Regions from separate parts of the Capra hircus genome. Here region 2 is linked to region 1. The links are chromatin contacts, called in public Hi-C maps. All regions are on one chromosome and are shown on one strand. The core of a region is the stretch at or near the end of the contact, and the rest is flanking DNA. Distances in the headings are between cores, read along the strand shown.

The links. A called contact is a pair of places that touch in the nucleus more often than the background predicts.
Region 2: a contact with region 1 is called in a Hi-C map of blood, with 2.5 times the contacts expected there. The contact joins the promoter of CDH24 here to the enhancer-like site in region 1. A contact is called at or near these places in 2 of 5 Hi-C or Micro-C datasets (both in blood).

What each region holds. Positions count from the first base shown.
Region 1 is chr10:79,222,140-79,225,921 of ARS1.2, reverse strand. No RefSeq gene overlaps it. Among named protein-coding and RNA genes, the nearest start is that of ABHD4, 30 kb to the left of the region's middle. Within about 2 kb of position 1,996, at least 5 of the 5 cell types and tissues checked have an H3K27ac peak or open chromatin away from gene starts, as enhancers often do.
Region 2 is chr10:79,623,148-79,626,624 of ARS1.2, reverse strand. CDH24 (cadherin-24) reads left to right here and starts at 1,705. Exons shown (of 13, transcript XM_005685346.3): 1 at 1,705-1,842; 2 at 3,378-3,477. It overlaps ACIN1 (apoptotic chromatin condensation inducer in the nucleus), which reads left to right. Exons shown (of 19, transcript XM_018054585.1): 19 at 1-776. The coding sequence ends at 169.

The sequences.
Region 1 (3,782 bases), core at 747-3,246:
CGGTAAATCTCTGGAATAACTTGGGTCAGCAAGGAGAGGCAAGGCCTCCCTAGAGTTTGCTAAAAATAGTGTCTCACTGTCTCCACTGGAAAAAACTCCTGTTTCATGTTAGCCCAGTTTCCTCCCATCAACGCTAGAAGCATGAGATGGAGACCAGTTGCTGACCACTCTCTGAACCACAGTCCTTCATCTACTCAAACTCTCTGAAGTCCTGCCAACCATGTCTCACATTTATATGCTCTTTCCCTAATCGTCCCTTTTTCCCTCCTTGGCTGAATTCTGTGTGGGTGGCTCAGGAAAAGGATAGACAAGCACGCTTTCTGCTTCTCGGGGGGATTTTTAAAGAATCTGACAACAGAAGGGCTCTCTCCCCTGGATCCTATTGCCTCTGGAATGGGAGTGTGCCTACATTTCCAAAACAAACAGTGAGAACGGGCTGCCCTTTTCCCAAAGGTGGTGAGACCCCTCTGGGATGATGTGTGGTGTTCTGGCTTGGGATGAGGGCTGCCCAGAGAAACGACCCATTGGGGGTGGTCTACTTTCATCAGACTTTGCCTCTAGCTCCTGGGGGCCCCTTTTGGGGGAGAGGCTTGTGCCGTATGGCGTGTGGATTCTTAGTTCCCCGACCAGGAACTGAACCCAATGCCCCCTGCAGTGGAAGGCAGAGTCCTAACTGGGGACTGCCAGGGAATCCCCAAGGGGGCCGTTTTGAAAGCAGAGAGGCCCCCAGAGGGTGAGAGGGGAGATAAAAAGCAAGAGTGTTCAGGGGTGTTGCAAAGAGCAGAGTGGGCAGCCTGGAGTGCCTTGGGGCCGGGAGGGCCGGCTTTGTTCTGAAAATTGGCTGCAGCCTTGCCAGGGCCTCCCATAGCTGTAATTTCTCCTCCCTCAAGCTCTTCTGGAAGCCATGGAGGGGGAAAGAAAATGAATATGATGGTGAAACCAGAAGCTCCTGGGGCATAATGAGGGGAGAAATGCCTGTCTACTGTGGGCAACAGAGACACACTGGTGAAGCAGCAGCCCCACTTTTATCTCAGCGTGGTGGTCCAGCCTGACCTAGCTCTACCGACCCCCAGGCAGGGTCTCTGTTCAATTTTCTAGGCATTCCCTTAAAATGTGCATTCAGTTTACTATGCTGAAACTGTGCATGTGTTAATAGGAACAGTACTTTACTGTATAATTTACCTGTGCTAAAATGCACAAATCTTATGTGTACAGTTGGGCTTATTTTGACATGTCTCTACACCTGTGTAAATCACCCAAATCAAGATGCAGAATATTTCCACCACCTGGAAGCTTCCCTGGGGCCCCTTTCCAGCCAGTCCTTGTACCCCAGAGGCATCCACTGTTCCCATTTCTGTCGCTGGTGATTAGTTTTGCTTGTTCTTGAGCTTCATCTGTGTGGAGTCCTATAGTTTGTACAGAGCCTGAATCCCTGGGGCCTGGCCTGTGTCTGCACTTGGCAGGTATGCACTGTGAGAGCAGCCTTGGTTCTTAAACTACCCTGTGAGAGAGCACTGATCCCATTGGGAAACTGAAGCTGTGGGTGGTTAGTGAGATGCCCAAAGGGCAGGAGGTAGTGGTGGATCCTGGTGGCCAGCCCAGGCTCCCTGATTCTGAATCCAAAGCTCTCTCCCGGCTCCCAGGGGACTGCGCCACCCACTCCCTGGGGGCTCCTATCTAGTGCTCTGGATGAAGGAGCCTCGTGATCCTGGGCAGGTAGCGCCCCCTGCTGTCTACGGGGCCAGACCCTACACTCTCTCTCCTCCAAGGGATGTGACAGGATCACCCGGGCAGGAGCCCAGGTCAGTGATGGACAAAGGGCAGGGGCTCGGCTCCTGGAAGGAAGTCTCCTGTCCTTTTATTTACCTTTGAAAAGACATTTTCTTAAGCGTTTGGGGGTTTTCCTTCCTCAAAAGAAGCGGATTAAGGGAGAAGAGGCCTCTTTGGTGGAGCTCTGCTGCCCCCAGGTGGGTGGCTGGGACACTACCACAGAGCCGGACGTCCAAACCCCGCGGTCTTCAGGTCTCAGGTTCCCATGGTCCTTCTGTGGCTCTCCATCTCCCGGCCTCCCGAATCCTGGTCTCCTTGGCTTCTGAGAGCCAGATGTCCCTCTAGACCATCATCTTGCACTTCAACCCTGACCTGGAGCGGTTCCTTGGAGAACCAGCTCCAGCCGTGCATAGGAGGGGGAGATGTGCCCACACCTCCCGGGGAGGGCGGGCTGGACAGAAGCCTAGAGGGCCTGTCAGCATAAATAAATGGTGTGATCGAGTGAGATCAAGGTTTGATCTTAGGACTTGGCTGGGGGGAGGGGGCGATAGGCGGGGCGGGGGTACTTCTCGCTGTGGGGTGCGCAGCCGCCCTGCCTGCCGTGGGCGTGGGTGCCGCCGCCAGGGCCCCGCCGGCCCTTCCCAGCTCGCCGCCTTCCTGTCGCACCTGCGGTCGTGGTGGTGTAACGGCCCGGCCCTCCCGGCCCCGGCACGTGGCCTGGGGTGATGCTATCTCTAACTCGGTATTTTTAACTCGTTTTTTCCAGAGGATGTGGCTTCTGTGGGAGAGCTTCAAAGGGTGCCCCACTTGCCCCTCGCGGCAGCCATGACGTCATGGAAATGGGAGGGGCCGCCCCAAGCCCCCCCCAAACACCTGCACGGAAGTGGGAGACTTTTTCCACTTCCTGTCCTACATCTGGCTACTGACTCAATGTCTGACCTGCTTATTAATTTCAAAATATAGCTCTCAGTGTGATACTCAGAGGAAACCTTACTCATGTGTGTGTCTGGGTGAAACTAGGCCTGAATCCCAGGTGGCAGGGCACCCACCTGCCAGCCTCCTGGCTTCTCAGTGTGCTCATTAACAGAGTGACAGTGACCGGGGCTTGCAGACCTCCCCAGACCCACCCATCAGTCAGAAGCTCTTCTTCCCACAGGTTGCTCCCAGAGGTAGATGGAGAGAGAATTTTAAGACAGGACTTGTGGAGAAAGTGAGGTGAATGGTAAGGCCACCTGCAGCCCTGGACCTGGGTGTGGCCCTTCAGTAACAGGAGGGCTGATTCCTAGAAGCCCTGGGTGCTTTCCCATCCCCCAGGCTCTGGATGAGTGCCCACCCGAGGCTGCTCTGGCCAAGGGACCATCACTCAGGTTCTGCTTTTCCTGATAGTTCCTGACAGGTTACTCTTAGCTCTTGGCTAAATTATGAAATGCCTTCTCAGGAGGCTCAACGGTAAAGAATCTGCCTGCCAATGCAGGAGACTCGGGTTCAGTCTCTGGGTCAGGAAAATCCCCTGGAGTAGGAAATGGCAATCCACTCCAGTATTCTTGCTTGAAAACTCCCATGGACAGCATGGCAGGCTATAGTCCATGAGGTTGCAAAGAGTCAGACAACACTGAGCGACCACACATACACAAATTGTGAAAATGTGGCTCACTGGGCCACCTCGTCTATTAATCCCTGTTTTCCTTTCTCTTATGTTCCCTCACCCCACCATATACATATACGTCTTCGCTCCTTCCCCAGTGCCTCCAGAGCCCCCTGCCTCATTTATTTGTTCACTTGCTGCTTAAGTGTATATTAAGCATCAATTGTGTGCCAGGCACTGTGCTGGGTGTTACAGACACATGGATGAACACCATATACTTCCCATCCCAAGGAGCTCATAATTGAATGGATTTTCTTGCTGAGATAGTACCTGATAACTAAAGTGATATCTGTTAAAGGCTTTACATGTGACCCCATGGGAGTTAGATTTTATGGGCAAACCAAGAAGAAAACAATTCTTCAAGACT
Region 2 (3,477 bases), core at 456-2,955, 400 kb before region 1:
GAGGGACAGGGAGAGAGAGAGGGACCGGGAGCGGGACAGGGGGGATCGAGATCGGGAGAGGGACAGGGAGCGGGAACGAGGCAGGGAGAGGGACCGCAGAGACACCAAGCGCCACAGTAGGAGCCGGAGCAGGAGCACACCTGTGCGGGACCGGGGCGGGCGCCGCTAGCTGGGAAGACACTAGGGAGAGCTGCAGGCATGGGCCACCCTCCCCCAGGGTGGGTTCAAGGCCACAGAGGGATAGGTACAATCTCCACCACCCTGGAACCAGGGTCGTTCACACCATTTGCCCAGTGCTGAGTCTGGCTGCCACCTGTCCCCAAATACCACATGGAGCAGTGGCCACCTTCCCACCCCTACCCCACCTCCATAATCTGTCTCTTAGGACTCAGCCCTCTCCTCTCATTTCCAGTGAAGTCTGTGAGAGGGAAGAGCTAAGTTAGGGAGGGAGGTATTGGCTGAGAAGTGGGGAACAGCCAGGAGCCCCAAACCTCCCTTGTTTTTTCCTCCATCCTACTCACCACCTCTGGTACTCGAACCCCCCTTTTGGGAACAGCCGGGGCCAGGACTGGGTCACCTATGAGCTGAATCAGCATCTCCTCCTGAGTCCCAGGGCCCCTGCAGTTCCCAGTCTCTTCTGTCCTGCAGCCTTTGGCTCCTGCCCACCGGTTCCACTTTATATCCACCTTTTCCTTTTGTTCAATTTTTATTTTTATTTTTTTTATTATTAAATGATGTGGTCTATGGAAAATAATAAAAATCTGACTTAGTTTTAACTAGTGTGTGATTGAGTGGCTTTCCTTGGCCAGGGCCTGGGTGAGAGCCAAATTGAAGTGGAGGCTGTCTCCTGTTAAGTGCAGCCAGCATTACTTGCATTCCATACGCTTAGGCTGCTCCTTCCCGTAGAGGGGACTCCCCACCCCGCCTCCATCCCGGCCTCGGCTCTGACCACACCACAGCTGTGCGGCTTCCCCCCTCCCCACAGTGAGGAAGACCCCCTTGGAAGATGACGGTCCTGTCCTGTTGCTAGAGGCAGTTGGTCACCTGCTCACCACCTTCAAGGTCTTCCCATAACTGCCACCAGGGGGCGGCAGCAGCTCGCTCAGTAGGCTTCTGTAAACGAGCTTCCCAAAAAGGCTCCGTGCCCTCCCGCGGATGTCTTGCCTCGGTCCCTGACCTGTTTGTTCCCTGGGCCCAGTCCGCGGACTCCCTGGACCCGTCAGCCGTGCTTAAGGCCCCCAGCCGGCCCGCTACCCTGCCCTCCACAGGTTCCCAAAATGCCGCCTCACGGCCGAGGTCCTCCGCAGTTCCCAAGGCCGGTTCGGGAGCGGCGAGCCGGGCCTCCGCAGTGGGTTCCAGGCTCCCGGGTTCCCCGTGCGCTCGCCCTTCGTCCGGCTGCGGGCCTCTTCGCGCCCCGCGATGCGCCCTCCCCGCTAGCTCTTCGGAAACGGCCTGGACGCACTCCCACCCGAGTGCCCCTCAGGGCGCTGCGGGCCCGGCCCGGGAGGGGCGCCGCATCTGTATGCGCCCGGCGGCCAGCAGCGCCGAGGGGGCGGGCACCAGGCGCCGCCCCCGCCCTCGCCGCGCGGCCCGGGCTGGCCGGGGAGGGTCGGAGGCTGGGCTCTCCTCTCCCGCGCGGCGCGGAGCCGCCTCGCTCCTCCTCAGGCGGAGCCTCCTTCCCCCGCCCCCTCCGTCTCGCTCCCTTGTTCTCGCCGGGGCCGCTCAGACCTGCAGCGGAGCCGCGGCGCCCGCTCCGATCGGCTCGGGGCTGCGCCCCTGGGACCCGGCGACGGGGCCGGGCGGGAGCGCTCCCCGCCAAGCTGGGCCCCTAGGCACTGCCAGGTAAGGGCGCCTGTCCTGGAGCCCACGGTCGGGAATCCGCGAAGGGGCAGCAGGGGGCCCGCAGCCTGCGGGTGTCTTCAGAGCGGCGAGCGGTGCGCTCCGCGGCTGGGAGCCACTGCCGGCTCCCTTCTCCCGCGCTCTACCGCTTTCCCTTCTTCCCTCGCACCTCTTTTCCTCTTTTTCCCATTTTCCTCTCCCTCGATTTCTCTTCATTCTGCCTCCTCTTCTGCCTGTTTGCTTTTTCTGCCCCTTCCCTGTCTCCCCAACCCTTCTCTCTCCCTCTTGCCTGTCTTGCTCCATCTCCCCTTCCTCTTCGCCTTTTTCTTCCTTCACCTTTCTCTCCTTTCCTGTCTTCCTTTTCCCGCTTTCCTTCCTCTCCCCGATCCTCCCTCTCCCCTCCTCTCCTCTTCCCTTCCCGCTATCCTGTTTCTCACTCCCCTATCCCCTACCTTCTCTTCGTCCCGCCTCCCTCCCAGGTCCCTGGCTTCCCTCCGGCTTCCCTCTTCCCTCGGGAAGGAAAGGACTGTCAGGTGTGTGTCTGCTCTGGGGGAGGAGGGGCGCAGCCACAGCCACTTGAGGGGTCCCCCCTAGGAGGAGAAGGGGGAGACAGCGGTGGGAAGGGTCCTCTCTCTACCTTCCTTCCCGCATCCCCTCCCAGCTGCCCCCTCTCCCAGAATGAAGTTCTGAGCTGGGGCGGCCTGGTCTGACCCCCGCAGTTGAAGCCGCCCCTTCCTGCTTACCACAGTGCTGGCCGCCCTTCCACCCATTCTGGAGCCTGGTACCCAGGACTCCTCTCTGCCTTTCAGACACCCAGACTACCTCCTTTGATCTCTTTCCTCCTGTTTCTTGCTGCCATTCTTTCTGTCTCTGCGGACAGTCCCTGAGCCTTGTTCTCACCCTGCATCTCGCTGTGTCTCTAGCCTCTGGGTCTGCCTCCCCAGTCTCCTGGCTTCTACCGCTCCCCTTTTCTCAGCTCCCCCCTCTCACTCTGTCTGTGAGCCCAGTCCCCCTTCAAGGACTTCAGCTAGCAGTGTGCTAGGGAGCAGATTCTGGAGAGGAGGGCTTCCTGTGGAGGACAGACTTTCACAGGTTCTCAATCCTGTCTGAGGCAGCCCTCCTTATCATTTCAGCCTGGCCCTCGGCACCCTGAGACCACACCTCCATGAATCCCAGGTCCTGGATTTTTAAGCCCTTTCCATGGTAGCCCCCCTCTCCTCCAGCACCTAGCTGCACACTCACCCTGGGAGTTCAGGGGCCAGATTTGCGGTTCTAAGCCCTCCCAGCATCCCTCTCCTATTTTCTTCCCAAGCTTCCCTATTCAGAGTTGACTGGCCAAAGATCTATCAGCTTAGAGGGCTGGAGGTGAATACAGGCAGAGAGCCTGGCCGGAGGGAAAGACCAGACTGCTCTCGTTTTCATTCTGGGTTCTGGGCAGTGGGGTGTCTGGTTCCTTGGAGGTCTGATATTTGGAGCGTCTAACTTTGGGAGGAGATGGTAAGGGTTTCCTCGACCCTGAACAACTGCCTGTCCTACAGGTGTGGATCCATGGGGTAGCCCCAACGCCTCTGCCCCTCTGCCCCAGCCAGCTCATGCCTCAGCACCCAGGATCAGTGAACAGAGCCTTGGCTGGAGCCC